2 separate regions of the Macaca mulatta genome follow, and region 2 is linked to region 1. The links are chromatin contacts, called in public Hi-C maps. All regions are on one chromosome and are shown on one strand. Each heading gives the region's core, a stretch centred on a gene start, on an enhancer-like site or on the middle of the called end of the contact. The rest is flanking DNA. Distances are from core to core; before and after follow the strand shown. Region 1 holds the start of GPAM (glycerol-3-phosphate acyltransferase, mitochondrial). Region 2 overlaps LOC100423770 (guanylate cyclase 2G-like).

Region 1 (7,886 bases), core at 3,371-5,870:
AAATCTTTAAAATCTTAAAACCAGCCCGGTGCAGTGGCTCACACCTGTAATCCCAGCACTTTGGGAGGCTGAGACAGGCAGATCACCTAAGGTCAGCAGTTTGAGATCAACCTGGCCAACATGGTGAAATTTCATCTCTACTAAAAATATAAAAATTAGCTGGGCGTGGTGGTGGGCACCTGTAATCCCAGCTACTTGGGAGGCTAAGGCAGGAGAATTGCTTGAACCTAGGAGACAGAGGTTGCAGTGAGCCAACACAATGCCATTGTACTCTAGCCTGGGTGACAAAGCAAGACTCCGTCTCAAAACAAACAAACAAAAAACCGACAAACAAAAAAAAACACCTTAAAACCAAAGGAAATAGTACCCCTTCCTGCTTGACTCCTCATCTCCACCCTGAAAGAAGTGAAGCTACAAGAATGTCAGAGATTTCAGGTTTCCCAAAATACAAAGACCATGCTAAGGACCATGCAGTTATTGTTGCTTACTAAATCTCCCAAAAATCCTGACACATAAGAGTTATCACCATTTTCTAGGTGAGAAACTAAGGCTGGCAGAGGTTTAGGATTCAATCTTATGTCTTGATTTAAAGAGTATGGTCTTTCTATTACACCCAAATAACTGTCCACTTAATGAGAAATCGCATGTCTACTGGTCACCATCTTTACATGTGATCTTGAAAGATAATCCAGAGATAGCTTTGCTGAAAAGACAGTCTATAGTTTTATCAATATGGGCAAAAAAGTAACTGTTCCACACTCAAATGCTGAAAAAGCACAGTGTTCCCTCAACAAAAAATATAAAAACACTTAACTGTAATCTCTTTAAAGGAAAGGAAAATAGGATTTCAGAGAAAAGATAGCAAATATCATAAAGTTACCAAAAAAAACTTTTTTAAGCAAATTATTTTAAATGATCCTGTCATGGAAGTAATTCAAGATCAAGTTCAACTCCATCAGGTACTCTAGTAGGGCAAAAATCACTTGTCTGTTGTACCATCTACCCTTACTCCAAACCATCACCACCACCAAATATAGCCTCTGACTTAAGAACACTTTGCAGTTATTGTTTTAAGCATTCAAAATTAGAATCAGACTAGATATCAGATTTAAAAAGAAAATGACATTCTGTTTAAATCTTGATTTCAAGTGGCCTATTAATCTGAACTAGCCTTACTCCTAGGCCAGAAATTTCTGTGATCCTTGAATTCTACCAAATTCTTGCAACAAAGTACTTGTGGTTTAAAAGAAGAAATATTTATAACAAGACGTTCTTCAGCAGACCTGAACATTTAACATAAACTGCTTGGGTTCCACACAAATCTCTCCCATGTTAGTAAATCCCTTTAGATCAGACTCAGAATTCTACTTTCTGCCAAGCCAACCTTGAGCAGAAAATTCACACAGCACAATTACCTAGCCACACAAGTGCAACCTCTATAAACGGCAGGCACTTAAACGGCAGAATTTCTACATCCTGGTAACTGGATCCCAGAGAAAGCTTAACATCAAGAAATGACTTTTAAAAGGCAATTCTACTGCCTTCGAACACAACCACATGAAATTCTATGTTCCTGTGCTAACTTGTCCTTCTCTTCAACTACCACCGAAAACATACCTCTCACCCACTCAACTCTTCTCAAAGACTACACTGTAATGCAAAAGATATTGCATGGCTTGTGTTTTTTCACCAAAATACAATCAACAAACCCATATACACTCTCTTAAATCTTCATTCTAACATTTTAGTGACAATCCTTCACTATCACAAAGTCAACAGACACCTTCCATTAGCAAAGGCTCAGAGCAAAGTCACAGCTTTAACTTCTTACTCTGTCCCATTATCTCTTTCTTATCTTGCTAGGATTTTAATGTTAAGTGCTAAAGTTCAACAACTAAAAGTTCATGAAGGTTCCCACTAACTCCTTTGAAGACTTAACTGAAAGTAAGATCTACTCTCCCCCTTAAAATCCTACTAAAACCTCAAAAGAACTAGAATGTTACCCAGTATCAATTATGGGACCAATATTTACTGAATAAATGAATGGAAACAAAAAGTGTGACAACATCTTTACTTGAAATATTTAGTTCATAAACATGGGTCTCTGTTCTGAAAGTGAATTTAGTCCAATAAGACCGCCTACTACAAAGTTGGAAATCATATTTTATGCTGAGTATTAAGGTCCATAAGCAGTAAGGTTCTTACCCAGCTCTGGGGAGTGCAGGAGTAACAACATCTTCCAACAAATGGCCTTTTCCGACTCATTAGGCTTTCTTTCCATTTTAAAGTTGCAGATCTGAAGACAGTAGGTCTAAAACCACACTCACCCTGACAAATATTAAGGAAAAAAATAGTTTATAAATGGCAAGAGAATACTTGTCTACTTGATCTCAAAAACTATTTTGGACAGAAGAAAAACTTCTGGCATATTCGGAGTGATTTTCATTTAAGTACTCCCTCCATGATCAACACTTGGATAAAAGCTTACCACATAAGCAAACGTTGAGCACCCAAGCATAGTAACAGCTACACACTGAAAGCAGTATTCAAAAATTTAAAAACTAAATTGTAGAAGGTCAAACAGACTTCTGATAGCAAGATAAATAAATTCAGACTCCGGGATCTCTAGTCTAACAATTAACCTTACCCCCTTTTAAATCACACAGTCCCACTACAGAACATGAAGGCCTTACATAGTGAGCAAGTTTTTATAATTTTACTTTAAATTTGGAAAAAAAGGTAAACTTATATAACATTCCTTTATCTTATTAAGGGAACTTAAAGACCAGAATTTAAATTATAGCTATGCTGTTCAATTAGGGTCAAACCTTGCTCTTCTATTCTAAAAATGCTTAACTTTGAGCTCAGTTGCTCAAATCTCTGTTATACAGATATAACATTCTCAAAATTAAGCAAGAAAAAAAAACCCCACTATTTTTTATATAAAGACAATTGAGATAATATTTAAAATACATCATGTTATACTGAAATAAGAAAAACAATCCAAGAAAATGTATGCCTTTTGGATTGAATTCATACTATACATTCCTATTTTTAATTTTTTAAAGTTTATTTCTATTATAAAATTCATGCTTTTTAAGTATAACTCATGGAAAGTACATACCAAGAGAAAGAAAGAAACAAAGAATTTCTTACCCAACCCAAAACTACTACTTTTTTTCCTATGCAAAATGATTGTTTCATTTTCTAACATCATCAGTGTACATTAATTTCCTAACCATTTTTTCTTCCCAATATAATGCCATAAAAATTTTTATTAGGCTTCATAAACTTACCAGTTTCTGTAGCTATTAATCGCGACGTGATATTATGTTGCTGCCAGTATGTGCACCTTCACAAACACCACTGAAGTGAACATCTTTAGCCTGAATGCTTTTAACGCTATCCTAAACTTACCCATTCCTCACTTGTGTGCTTACATCGACCAACACTGTATTCTGATGAATTCGGCAGATAAGAAACATCTATTGTACCAAGGGTCAGTGCAGATTCATCCATGTCACAAAGTGTAATTCCCAAATCATGTGCTATAAAAAATAAGTACCACTTAAATTAACAAGGAATCAAAAGAGTAAATACCAGAACTCAAAATTCTGATTTCTACATTACTTTGCTCCATAATGGGATAGCAAATGAACTGATAGACTTCTACGATGTTGAGTTACAAGGTAAAAACTGACTTTGATGTGTTTATATGAACACAGTTAGGCGGCCCTGACTAGAAAAAAAAAAAAATCAGCATTTGCATTCTAAGACTTCCTGAATATATAAGGATACAACATTGTATCCTTTGTATACACACAAAACAGCTATGAATAGTATCCAAACAAAATATAGTATCCAAACAAAATGGTTTCCAAACAAATTAGCTATGAATTGTATCCAAACAAAATAGCTATGAACAGTCATTTGCAAGTGAAAATAAGAGCTTATTTTTATTTCGTTTTTGTTAATAATTGAATAGTTCCTGGCAGAATGAAGGCATGTTTATTTAATTAAGGCAATTAGGGCACCCCTTAAGTTCCCCTACTTAAATTGAATTAAGATTTTAATTTTCTTGTGATGTCCTAAAAGAAACATTTTCACTTTTAATACAAAGGTAATACAAAGCTACAAAGCTCTGAAAGAAAAGCACACTATTTTGAAATATCTGATGTATAAGTTTTCATCCTTTTCGATAAGCTTTTTTCCACCCTAAGGAAAAAGGTTCACTAAGAGTAAACTCCTAAAATAGATATTAACCCCAAATAGAAAAACTTTCAAACATAGTCTCTAGCCTTAAATTATTTTTGATTTTGCCTGTTTCTCACCTGGCCTAAAATTATTCCTTTAACATCCTGAAAAGTCATGTCTAGATTAATAGTGTTCCTTTGGAAGGCATATTCCAATCTCTTTACAATCCCCACATGGGTTTGCTCCAGTCACTGCTATTCTCGGCATAACCACCTATGTTCTTAACAATTTAACATAAGTACTATCTAACATAACAGGCTAGGGGAGAGAATAAACCAATGCACCTGGGATGAAAGTTCTTCTGTTTCATAACATAAAACTTCAGGACTCAGCTATCAGTTTCGGGTGCAGAATGTCCATACAACAGGGGAGCCGCTGCTGCCTGAGAAAACGAAGTGAAGAAGGGATGAGGAGAGGACAAAGAGGCTCGCTTGTGCCAATAGGAGGTCCACGTTTTGCACTTCCTCCCTCCCCACAGTTCGCTCAAGGTCAAGGAGTAATAAAGAAGCAATATCCCAGAGGCACCAGCCAGCATGCGCTGAGGGAAGCTGACTGGAGGATCTGAAAAGGACAGAGGCTGGAAGACCGGCTCTGAGGTTTAAATCTTCCACTGCTTACCATCTGTGTGATTGTTTTATTACCATAAGCTGGTTAACTTCTATGCCTTGGTTTTCCCATCTGGAAAATGGGCAGAATGATAGCTCTTACCTCCTGGGTTGCTGAGAGGACTGAATAACATAAACAAAGGGTCTAAAACAGTGTGTAACACACAGTGAGCGCTCAGTCCAATCAATGGTGACGCTGTCATTATCTCCAGCATACCGGCTCCTTTCAGAGCACCCCTTGCTGCCTCAGTGTCCCCCAGGGACCCAAGCGGGCTGGCTGGCGGCGCCTCCGCGCGTGCAGATGCTTAGGGGACTGAGTCCATAAGGACTCCAACCCAGAGGAACCCATGCCCCAGTCTGGTCCCCCTAGGAGAGATGAATCCTGCCCCCACCCCTGCACGAGCCCGACCCATTTCTCAGGGAGAAGCCCGGAGCTCGGGGGTCGGGGAAAAGGGGACACGACTGCCCCAGCAACTTGCAGGTCCCGCACCAGCTCCATGCACTTGTCCCGGCGCTCCCGGCCAGAGCAGCCTCTCGCAGCCCACACCTGCTCTCGCAGTTCGCACCCTAGCAGCTCCGGCTTCGGCTGCTGCAGCACCCCGCACTTCAAGTCCCGGCCAATGCCTGCTGCAATGGCGCACCATGATGACGCAACCGGCGCGTGGAATTGACGCAGGCCACCGGCGAGCCAGCGCCGGGGGCAGGGCCCGGCCTGCGGGTCTCGGGGAGCGTGCGTGGATCCGAGGGTGAAATGTGTGTACTCGACTGTGCGTTCCTGTGTGTGGCTAAAGATAGTGTGTGAGCGCCTGGACAGATGGTTACACTGCCTAGGCCATGCGTGTGTGAGTGTGTGTGGGTACGTGATTCTGCTTTGTGTGAATTCAGCTTATCTGGGAGGTTGTCCCTCTTCCAGGCTTTGTTGGGAATGTGCGCGTGGGCTATCAGGTTATGTGTGTGGTCTGAATTTTTATGAGATCTGTAAGACTATGTAGGATTTATTACGAATGGGAGAGGCAGGGATTGCAAATGGCCATGCTGTGTAATTTCTACAAAAGTGGCTGAGTGCCTTTTCCTTTAAGGAGGAGAATGAGATATGTAAAGAAGCAAATAAGGTTTGTAGGATAAAAAGCCTGAGTTAGGAGAAATAAGGACTTTTTTCCCCCTTTGGACTATATGTTGCACACCATAGTGAACATAGTAAATAATGTATTATACAATTCAAAATCGCTAAGAGTACATTTCAAAAGTTCTCACCACAAAAACAGGAATATCTGAGGTGGATATGTCAATTAGCTTGATTCAGTTATTCCACATTGTATTAAGTCATAACATTGATTTGTACCCCCTAAATATATGCAACTATTTAGTTAATTTAAAATATAATTTTAAAAAAATGACTTGAAGGAGTCTGAGTTGAAGTTGGCCTACCTTTAGCCCTTGGAACAAAATAACACTGACCATGAAGTTCTTTCACAATACTTGTCATGCCATTGGCAAGGCCAATGATTATCAAGAGCATTAACAATTTAGAAGGAAAAATAACCTTTTTTATCCGGGGGGTGGTGGCACACACCTATAGTCCCAGCTGCTCAGGAGGCTGAGGTGGGAGGATTGCTGGAGTCTGGTAGGCAAGGGGTTGCAGTGAGCCAAAATTACACCATTGCACTCCAGCGTGGGCAACGAGACCCTGTCTCGAAATACAATAAATAAACTTTTACATACACTCAAGCAACAAACATTGAGTATGAACTAGGATCTGGGAATACAAAGATGATTAAGGCATATGCCCTTCCCTCAAGCCTCTGCTGCCAGTCCTTGTCCCTCATATACTCACTAATCCTAATCCCCTATTCAATACAAATCTTCGTGCATATCCACCTGGAAAAAAATCATCTACAGCCCCTCATAGGACAAATGCCTGAGCCTGGAACACAATAAGGCCTCCACAGAGAGGCCTCTGCTATTCCCTCTTCTCCAGCAGAAGCCTTTTACTTCCTCTCTGGTTGTTCTTAGACAAGCCATGGGTACTCATCCTCTTAATTCTGCTTATACAGTTCTCCCTGAAACTCCACAGTTCCTTCCTGAACTAGTTCTTCAAGCCTTCCCTAATCTCTCCAGCCCTCAATAACCACACTCTCCTGTGACATCTCAAATATGTACTACAATACCACACCTTGGATCTTTCTCAATTTCTGTCAAGTCTTCTAGAAGATTACAAACACATTATGTCAGTGACTTGCCTCAGTCTCTTAGTTAACACCAAAGTCTCTTGTTGTATAGTAAGCACTCAGTACTTATTGGGGCTAAGGAACAATAAAAAAAAAAAATCCTTCTCTTGAATTTTTCATGCCTCTGTGTATAAAGCTTGAACTTTCTTATGCCTCGGTGTATAAATCCACCCCAAAATGCAAATGTTCTCCTCTTTTGCAACAATCAAAAACAATGGGAGTTTATATTCATATTTTTTAAAAGATTTTGAGCTTCTTGAGGTCAAAGACCCTGTCTTTATTCAACCCACACACATAATCTTAGCAATAAGCACACACTTAAATACTCAAGTACTTTATGCTAACTAGAGAAAGATGAATTTTAACCCCAAAACATTATGAAATTTTGTATACAGGTTATTGGCCCATGACAAGGAAAAAAAGAAAGAAGGGAGAAAATAGGGGAAAGTATTAGGGTTTGAAGTAACTACTATAGAGAAAGTAACAACAAATTCACTAGAGAGAATACCACAGGAGTTTTAAAATGTAAGCCAAAGGGGAAAATGGATCATCTTACATAAAATTCATTCATAGGCCACTCTTCGGTAATGCCTGTTTGTTGCACAGTCGTTACTGAGAAGCTGATGTACATTGCAATGTCAGGTGTTTCATGTTACTTAACAATTGTTTTGGAAACAGGTGACACCCTTGGCAATCTGTTTTATGAAGAGAGCCACAGTCATTTATAGCAATCCAGTCTAGCCAGCTAAGATGGAGCAACAGGACTGAATTTACTCTCCTGCCTAAAACAACTAAAAAC
Region 2 (7,886 bases), core at 3,662-6,161, 120 kb after region 1:
GTCTCATTCACTTACGATGATTAGAATGAAGCTAACACAAAATCAGAAACACAAATGCAAATGTGGCCAATGAAATTATGCAGTAGCACATCTTGGTAACTGGCCACCCCAGTGATCCAGAATATGCCCATAAAAATGATTTACATTGTCAACAAAATACAAACTGAAATTCTGGTAGAGAATTGGCTGGACTGTGATAGGAAAAGGCAGAGTTCTAAGTTCTTAGTTATGTAAAGACTTAATTAGGAGGCTTATAATTTGAAAACAACACATGCATTTGTCTCTCTGTATTTAATGTATTTGAGAAGTTTTGCAATCTGCAGTTTGATGATTCTTTTACAACTTGTGTTAGTGAACTCAGAAATTAAACTAGTTATGAAATATCCAGATACATGAAGTATATGTTTGTTGAGTAATAGGCTAGAGTAAAATGACTCAATCTAGTCTAGATTTGGTCCCTAAGCTGGAGTTCCAACGAGTTTAGGATCTCTTCTTTCTGTAAATTCAGATTTTTTGTAGTCAGGAAAAACAGAAGACATATTTTATTGGTTCTAGTAGAAAACTCTTAAATAGCATACTCATAGCCATGTTCAAATCCTTTGCTGTCAGAATAAACCAATGTTCTATTAGTTTTGCTGTATTTCATCATTGTGTTTTATGATCTTGTATCTCTACCTGGTGCTATGGAATAAAAAAAATGCCTTAAAATAAATAACCTATGACTACAGTTTACAGTGTTAATATATCATGTTGATAGCTAATTCCCCAGTTCTCCCAGGGGTTTCTACAACTAGAACTTCTTTTTTTTTTTTTTTTTTTTTGAGATGGAGCCTAGCTCTGTCACCCAGGCTGGAGTGCAGTGGCATGATCTCAGCTCACTGCAAGCTCCATCTCCTGGGTTCACGCCATTCTCCTGCCTCAGCTTCCGGAGTAGCTGGGACTACAGGCGCCCGCCACCACATCCAGCTGATTTTTTGTATTTTTAGTAGAGACAGGGTTTCACCGTGTTAGCCAGAATGGTTAAGACATTGATTAACATTTTGGGGAAAAGGTCTTTGGGTCATCCCTGCCTATAAAGCCCGAATGTCTCTCACCAGCAACTGGATGTGTTTTGACTTCACATTAACTAACAGCCTCATGATGTTTGATTACCCTTCTTCTCTCATAACTTCTCCTTTGAGAAAATAAGATAAAGTACTCTCAAAACAATCTCTTGTAAATTCTCATTAGTTCTAAACACAATAGAAACATTAAGAAAAAGAAGAAAAGTAATTCTCCCCTAGGTATCCTTAGCTGACATAGAAAAAATACTGAATATAGATTTAGAAGAGTGTTCTTATCAAAATTCTTAGTTGTGATCCATAAAGACACTCTCACTTTCTCCTTCTCCACGTACGTATGTGTGTGTATGTATGCATGTGTGTGTATATATATGACGGTGTGCATATATATATGTGCATGTGTGTGCATATGGATGTCTGTGTGTGCACACATGTGTGTTTTTGTGTGTATGAGTGTCTAGATGCCAAATGTTTATGTTATGATGTTCAATAAGAAAGGCAGAACTAACTCTATATTACATGAACATAACTTATGTAAGCATATGGGCTAGGGCTGGAAGAAAAAAAGACACACACACACAATACAAAGACATGATAATAATAGGCAACTGCCTTACCTGGCCCCATTCCTTCATCTGCATATTATTTTCTAATATTCTTTTAATGTCACAGTGATGGATTGCTTAGTTACTGCTACGCTTTTGTGTATAGCTCTGTTAGTCCTTAATATTGCTTTATGACATGCAATTATGCTTTCTTCTCCCTAACTAGACTGCAAGCTAAAGATCAAGAGAAAGTTTATATTCTCTTGTGTACCCCAGAATGGCACAGAGTAAGTGCTTAATAAATGCTCCTTGGATTAAAGAATGTTCACATGAATAGGTGGACGGGTGGATGGGTGAATGGACGGATGGATGGATAGATGGATAAGTGGATGGATGGATGGATGGATGAAGACTATCCTAGCTCTCTAGGAGGCCTCATAGTAGAGGTGGCCTTGTTTCCTTTCATGGTTGAGCAAGGTGTTTGGGATCCAGAGCCATTATCTCAAGAAAAGGAGTTATGGGGAATGAGAAGATAAATCTGGCCTACTGTCTCCATGCTAAAGTAGCAGGAGAAAGTCTTCCTCTTCTCTCCACATAAATACCTTCTGCCTTCTCTCCCTTTAAGTATCAGTCTAAAGCCTTCAGTCCCCAATGCTGAAGGCCTCTGGGGAGGAGTGAAGCCTACCACAATGAAAACAAAATTTTCATATAGAAAACGGAGCCTGTGATGGATGTAGAATTCAGTCTTCCCTTTCTGGGCAGAAGCAAAATACTGCTAATGGAAATGCTTAGGAGCTCAATGAAGACTGGATTAATTGGGAAGTGAGAGTGCTTTTGTGTCCCTCTTCCTAAAGAAAGGCAAGAATTCCACCAAATCTTTGATATAATTTGGTGTCAAAAGCTTCAATAAATCAAAAAGTAGTTTATTTCCCATACAGGTCTCAAAAGTATCTCAGCAAAGGCAGCTCAAAGACCCAGCAAGAAAGAAACTATTTCTGGTCTCATTGATTTTCGCTCCTTCAATCATGGGAAGTTCAACAGGAAAAGGTCTCAAACACAATATTTCATTCAAATTGCTCTGCCAGATTCAGGAGCAACCACACAAAAGATATCTGGATGTGAGGAGTTGCAAGAGATGAAGAAAGAAGTACTATAAATGCATTAGTGGTTCAGCAAATCTATTAAAAGATCCGCTCAATAAAACAACATGGAATCCTATTCATTATGTAGAAGGGAAAACTATCGTAGCAGGAATCGATGGGTTCGTCTTTGTCTACTGGAAATTTTTTTAAATTAAAGTCTCCATAAATGACTGAGAAATTCTTCTTAAAATTCAAGCCTTGACTGCAGGAGTTTTTGCTCTGTGAGTAGGAAAGGAATTAGGCAATACATTGGGAAGAGGGCATTATGCATTTGGGAGCTGCCCCTCTCACAGTAACTCAGGGTTCAGAACCAGGCTTTTCAATAACTGCAGAGGGCTTGGCTGCTTGAAATAGTCTCGGCCCTGTTGGATTTCAGGGGCTGCTCATGGCTTAGAGCTTTTTTTCCTGAACACATTCTCAAGATGCTGTCAGATATGGGCTCCTATCTCCTTGCAAGCTGATTAACTGATAAGGAAAATCAGCACCAAAGGTTAGAGAGCAGGCACCTTGCACAGGAAAGACAGGCTTCATCCTCTCCACTTTCCCCTCCTACAGAATGAAACTGGGTTCACTGCAAATTCTCAAGTTAATGGGCTGTAAATATCTGGCAGCTAGGGCAGTTGCACAGGGCTGAGAGCCACAGGCCAGCCCTGGCACCCCATGAAATGAGTTCACCATCTTCAGCTCCTCCAAGCCTACATTTTCTGGAGGCACAGGCTGGGAGCAAACACCGGGATTGGAAGAGGCCAGCTAGAAGGCTCCCCCTAGTGGGAGACTGGACCAATGCCCTGGAAACACACCTCTTAAATGGAATATTGACCGGGTCTCAAAGAAGGGTTCCCAAAGACTTTCACATGACTCCACAAATTCACAAACATCTTGAAAGAAAACACTCACCTCACAATATCTCTGGGACTTTGGCTTTTTCCTGAGTAAATTCGGGGAGTGGAAGAGTGAAGCCTTCTTTACCTTTCAACCAGAAAGTTGTTTGCTCTCTTTTGCCCTGTGGAAAATTTACAAATTTAAAACAAAACAATGTTAATCACCTAAATCTTTTTGAAACTTACATCACTGAGTAATTCTTTTTTACATGTCCCAACTGATAAACAGCATACAAGTGCCTGGCAATGGTCAATGAAATAAAATTACTATAAAGCAAAAGGATGTAATATTCCCTGGAGGTCCTGGCTATAGATTTCTTCTGTACCACGAAGAATATACTCTACCTTGGAGAAGGGCAGATTATCACCTATGGGCCAAATTCAGCCCACTACTTGTGTTTGCAAATAAAGTTTTATTGGAACATGGCCATGCCTGTTGATTGACGTATTGTCTATTGCTGCTTTTGAGCTACAACAGCAGTTAAGTAGTTACAACAAAGACTCTATGGCCCCTGAAGCCTGAAATATTTACTGTCTGGCCCTGTATAGAAAAGGTTTTCCAGGCCAGATGCAGTGGCTGATGCCAGCTAATCCCAGCACTTTGGGAGGCTGAAGTGGGTGGATCGCTTGAGGTCAGGAGTTCAAGACCAGCCTGACCAACATGGTGAAACTCAGTCTCTACTAAAAATCAAAAAAAAAAAAAAAAAAAAAAAAAGCCAGGTGTGGTGGCACATGCCTGTAATCCCAGCAACTTGGGAGGCTGAGACAGGAGAATCCCTTGAACCCAGGAGGCAGAGGTCACAATGAACTAAGATCACACGACTGCACTCCAGCCTGGGTGACACAGTAAGACTCCATCTCAAAAAAAAAGAAAGAAAGAAAGAAAAAGTTTTCCAACTCCTGCTCTTCATTTAAGTAATTTTATTATATGCATGTGTGATTGCTTAGAATGGAAAGTCACAGAAGAAAGGAGGGTATGTGTATTTGCATGGTTCTAACGAGAGCACAGTGCAAAACCCTGTCTATAAAGTGTGTGATCAGTGTTGCCTGAAGTGGATAATGATCTTATCCTCCAGAAGGAAAACAGTAGGCAAAAAGCAAACGCCTCTTCTAAAAGTATCCCCTGGTTAAAGCTAGGGGCCTGGAGGGATAACAATATTGTGTTTACAAAGTGTCATCAGTGATACCCACGCAAACTGCTGCTCTCCATTCTGGATGCCATGTTCACAGTGTCTCCAAATAGACAGTATCTGGGCATGGTAATTCCCACCACACCAGCCACCACAGGACCTGAAGAGTGGAGAACCAAAGACCATAACTGCTCTGCATTGCCTGAGGCTGGACTCTATGATGCGCATCAAATCAACAAATGTAGTGATGCGCCCTCTTGGGGCAAAGTTTGGCAATAGATTTTAGGGTTTACAGAAAGGAGACCAACAGAACCCCAACTCCTGCTGGAAAGCGACATCATCACGGTCATTAAATGACCGTGTCACTCATGAACTAGAGCTGTGAACAATGCCAACAGTGGCACAAACATGGGAGCAATTCATTCTGAGGATGGAGTTTTGTTTTTGTTGAGCCCTGGAAGATAGGTAGTAGCATAACTGGCTACAAAATTTGCTGGAACAGGTGCAGAGTGAAAACACAGGATACTTTGTGCAAAGATGATTAAGAATTGCCAGATGGTAACAGAAGAGCATGAAATGAAGCATGGACCACTTCTGCACAGATCACATGCCCATGAGTTGGCAAACACAGACCACATCAAAGGGCATTTGATGTTGAGGCGTGGAGGAAAAGTAGCCCTATATAACCCGTCCTGGGGTTTGGTCTCTTCCTTTTTTTTCTCTCTCTTTTTTCTTTTCTTTTCTTTTTTTTGACAGGGTTTCACTTTGTTGCCCAGGCTGGAGTGCAGTGGCACAATGTCAGCTCACTGCAACCTCCGCCTCCCAGGTTCAAGCAATTCTTGTGTCTCAGCCTCCTGAGTAGCTGAGATTACAGGTGCCTGCCACCACACCTGGCTGGTTTTCTGTATTTTAGTACAGACAGGGTTTCACCATGTTGATAAGGTTGGTCTCAAACTCCTGAGCTCAGGTAATCCATCCATCTCGGCCTTCCAATTTGCTAGGACTACAGGTGTGAGCCACCGCGCCCAGTCTTTATTTTTGGTTGAATACATTGAAGCCACTGTGTGTCCTTGTTGTTACCAAGCAACCTAGCTAAATAGAAACACACATGCAGAGACAATTCAATCTTTTATTTCCCCTAAAGAGGTTACCGTTCAATGTCCAGGTTCCTAAAAGCCTTGGGCACAGGAATGGAACCCAGAACGACCTGCCGTCATCCCTGGACCATCAGGCCATCAGTTTTGTCTACCTGTGTGGAAGCCAATCCGAAGCTGGAGCTTCTCCTGGAGCAAGTGCCCAGTCTGGAAGCAAATGAATGGTGGCACTGAGAAGTGCAGGGACATGGTGGCAATCTCAGCCACATGCTGGCTTCAATTGCAGATAGGGAGTCTGCTAGCCACCATGTATGCGTCTCCAGTGGTCTCAACCTGAAAACAAAGCGAGAGTGACCTTTGTTTCCCATGAGGGAGGCCAAGGGTCGGGGTGGGTCAGAGATTAAGGCCCCACATTCGTCCCCAGCCTCGAGGCCCTGTTTTTGGATGTGTCACACTCCCTGACCTCCACCCCATGCAAGTTCCAGCATTTCTTCAGTTCCTGCCCTTGTAATGGCTCTTCCACAAAGCCCACCTCACCCTCCTTCCCCCAGCCTCCTTCCCCACATTTACTGTTTCCTCCTCTGAAATCCAATAGCAGCAGTGACTCTATTTCCCCAGCCCAAATTCAGAACCAGTGAGACAGGGAGCAGTGTGCTCCTGGAGTCAACCAGGAAGGGTGAGGTGGATCGGTCAAGCAGAGACCATCTCCCCCAAACCGAAATGTCCACGCCCCACACAAGGGCTCTTAGACACATTTATAAATGGGTAAGCATTATACATTATACAAACTGTATTCATATATATAGTATGTATCTGCCTGTCTGTCCTCTTCCCCCTCTATCCTCCTAATAAAATCAGCTTTCAGATCTGTCATTCACAAGAGAGAAATAAATGACAAGTAGTTACAGCCCTTTCCAGACACATTTGCATTTTAGCAGAATCCAAAGATGATGTGGTGAAGGCTGAATTGCAGGCATCAGCCAGACGGTAAGAACACCTCTGTTCTGGTGACCCCGAAATGATGCGAAGTCAACCAGTCAACAAGCCTCACCTGCTTCTGGGTTTCCTCTCCCCACCGTGATAACATCCTTTAGAAATACAAACTAAGTTTTAAAATGAGCTCAAGCAAAACACAACTGAGCAGGTAATACTAAGAGGAAAATCCCAGAAGACGTCCTCCTGAGCAGGGAGGGCTCTGATTTTGTTGGGTGTGTGTGGTCTGCTCTTCAAGGTTATCTATACTATCCTTTCTTTCACCCTTGAACAGAGGCGTCATTTGAGGGGAACACTGGGAGATCAACATTGAAGATGTGTCACTCTGTCACTGAGATATGTGACCATATGACCACACTGTCCCCCAAATCTCGCTGTCCCCAGGTCCACAGGCAGAGGCAGGGCCCTGGGATTGTGGTCGGAGCTGGTGCACTTGTGGCTGCCCACCAGGCATATATGAGCACAGGCACACGGTACTGTGCCTGGAGTCATGATCTGACCCCTTCTAAAGAGTCAGAACACACAGAAAGCAGCCCTCATCACCACCACCACCTGGCAGTCATGAAGAGCCAAAATGTCTCTGTTTTCCCCATCAAAAATGGTTTTCACTCTAGGTGACCGTGTCCTTCTGTCTCCCAGAGTAGCACCCAGCAGGTAATTGTTGCTGCCCCCCTTTTAGCCATGAGTCTGATAGTCTAAAATTGGGAGTCTTTCTTCACTCTGAATTGCTAAGGATCAGGACAACAGAGGTGAGACCCACACAAGATCCAAGGACAATCTTTGAAGGAGACTAAACAGGAGCCTCTCTGCCTCGGAAGGAAATGTATTTAGGAAAGACGGGAAGGAATTAGCCAGTGGAAGATCAATGCCTCTTTTTAAAAAGTGTTTACTGTGAGATGAAATAATGGAAGGAAACAGAGGAAAAACAGAGGAAACTGGTGATTTTTGACAAGCACATACATCTGTGACTAATCAAGACCTCTTCCAACAAAACATACAAATAAAATACTGAGTTTCTGCCATGAAGTGACATAGACTGA

What was found. Hi-C and Micro-C count contacts between places; a contact is called where the count stands out from the background.
Region 2: a contact with region 1 is called in a Hi-C map of fetal cortical plate, with 2.4 times the contacts expected there. The contact joins the enhancer-like site here to the promoter of GPAM in region 1. A contact is called at or near these places in 4 of 14 Hi-C or Micro-C datasets (cortical neurons, fetal cortex germinal zone, fetal cortical plate and 1 more).

What each region holds. Positions count from the first base shown.
Region 1 is chr9:124,339,248-124,347,133 of T2T-MMU8v2.0, forward strand. GPAM (glycerol-3-phosphate acyltransferase, mitochondrial) reads right to left here and starts at 4,621. Exons shown (of 21, transcript NM_001266771.1): 1 at 4,539-4,621; 2 at 3,418-3,548; 3 at 2,206-2,328. The coding sequence starts at 3,519.
Region 2 is chr9:124,454,875-124,462,760 of T2T-MMU8v2.0, forward strand. It overlaps LOC100423770 (guanylate cyclase 2G-like), which reads right to left. Exons shown (of 26, transcript XM_077947987.1): 23 at 6,009-6,186; 24 at 4,821-4,919; 25 at 3,975-3,997; 26 at 3,477-3,751. The coding sequence ends at 3,647. TECTB (tectorin beta) reads left to right here. Exons shown (of 10, transcript XM_001088216.5): 10 at 1-727. Among named protein-coding and RNA genes, the nearest start is that of TECTB, 25 kb to the left of the region's middle. Within about 2 kb of position 4,912, at least 5 of the 40 cell types and tissues checked have an H3K27ac peak or open chromatin away from gene starts, as enhancers often do. A contact at or near this core is called in fetal cortical plate, where this site is marked.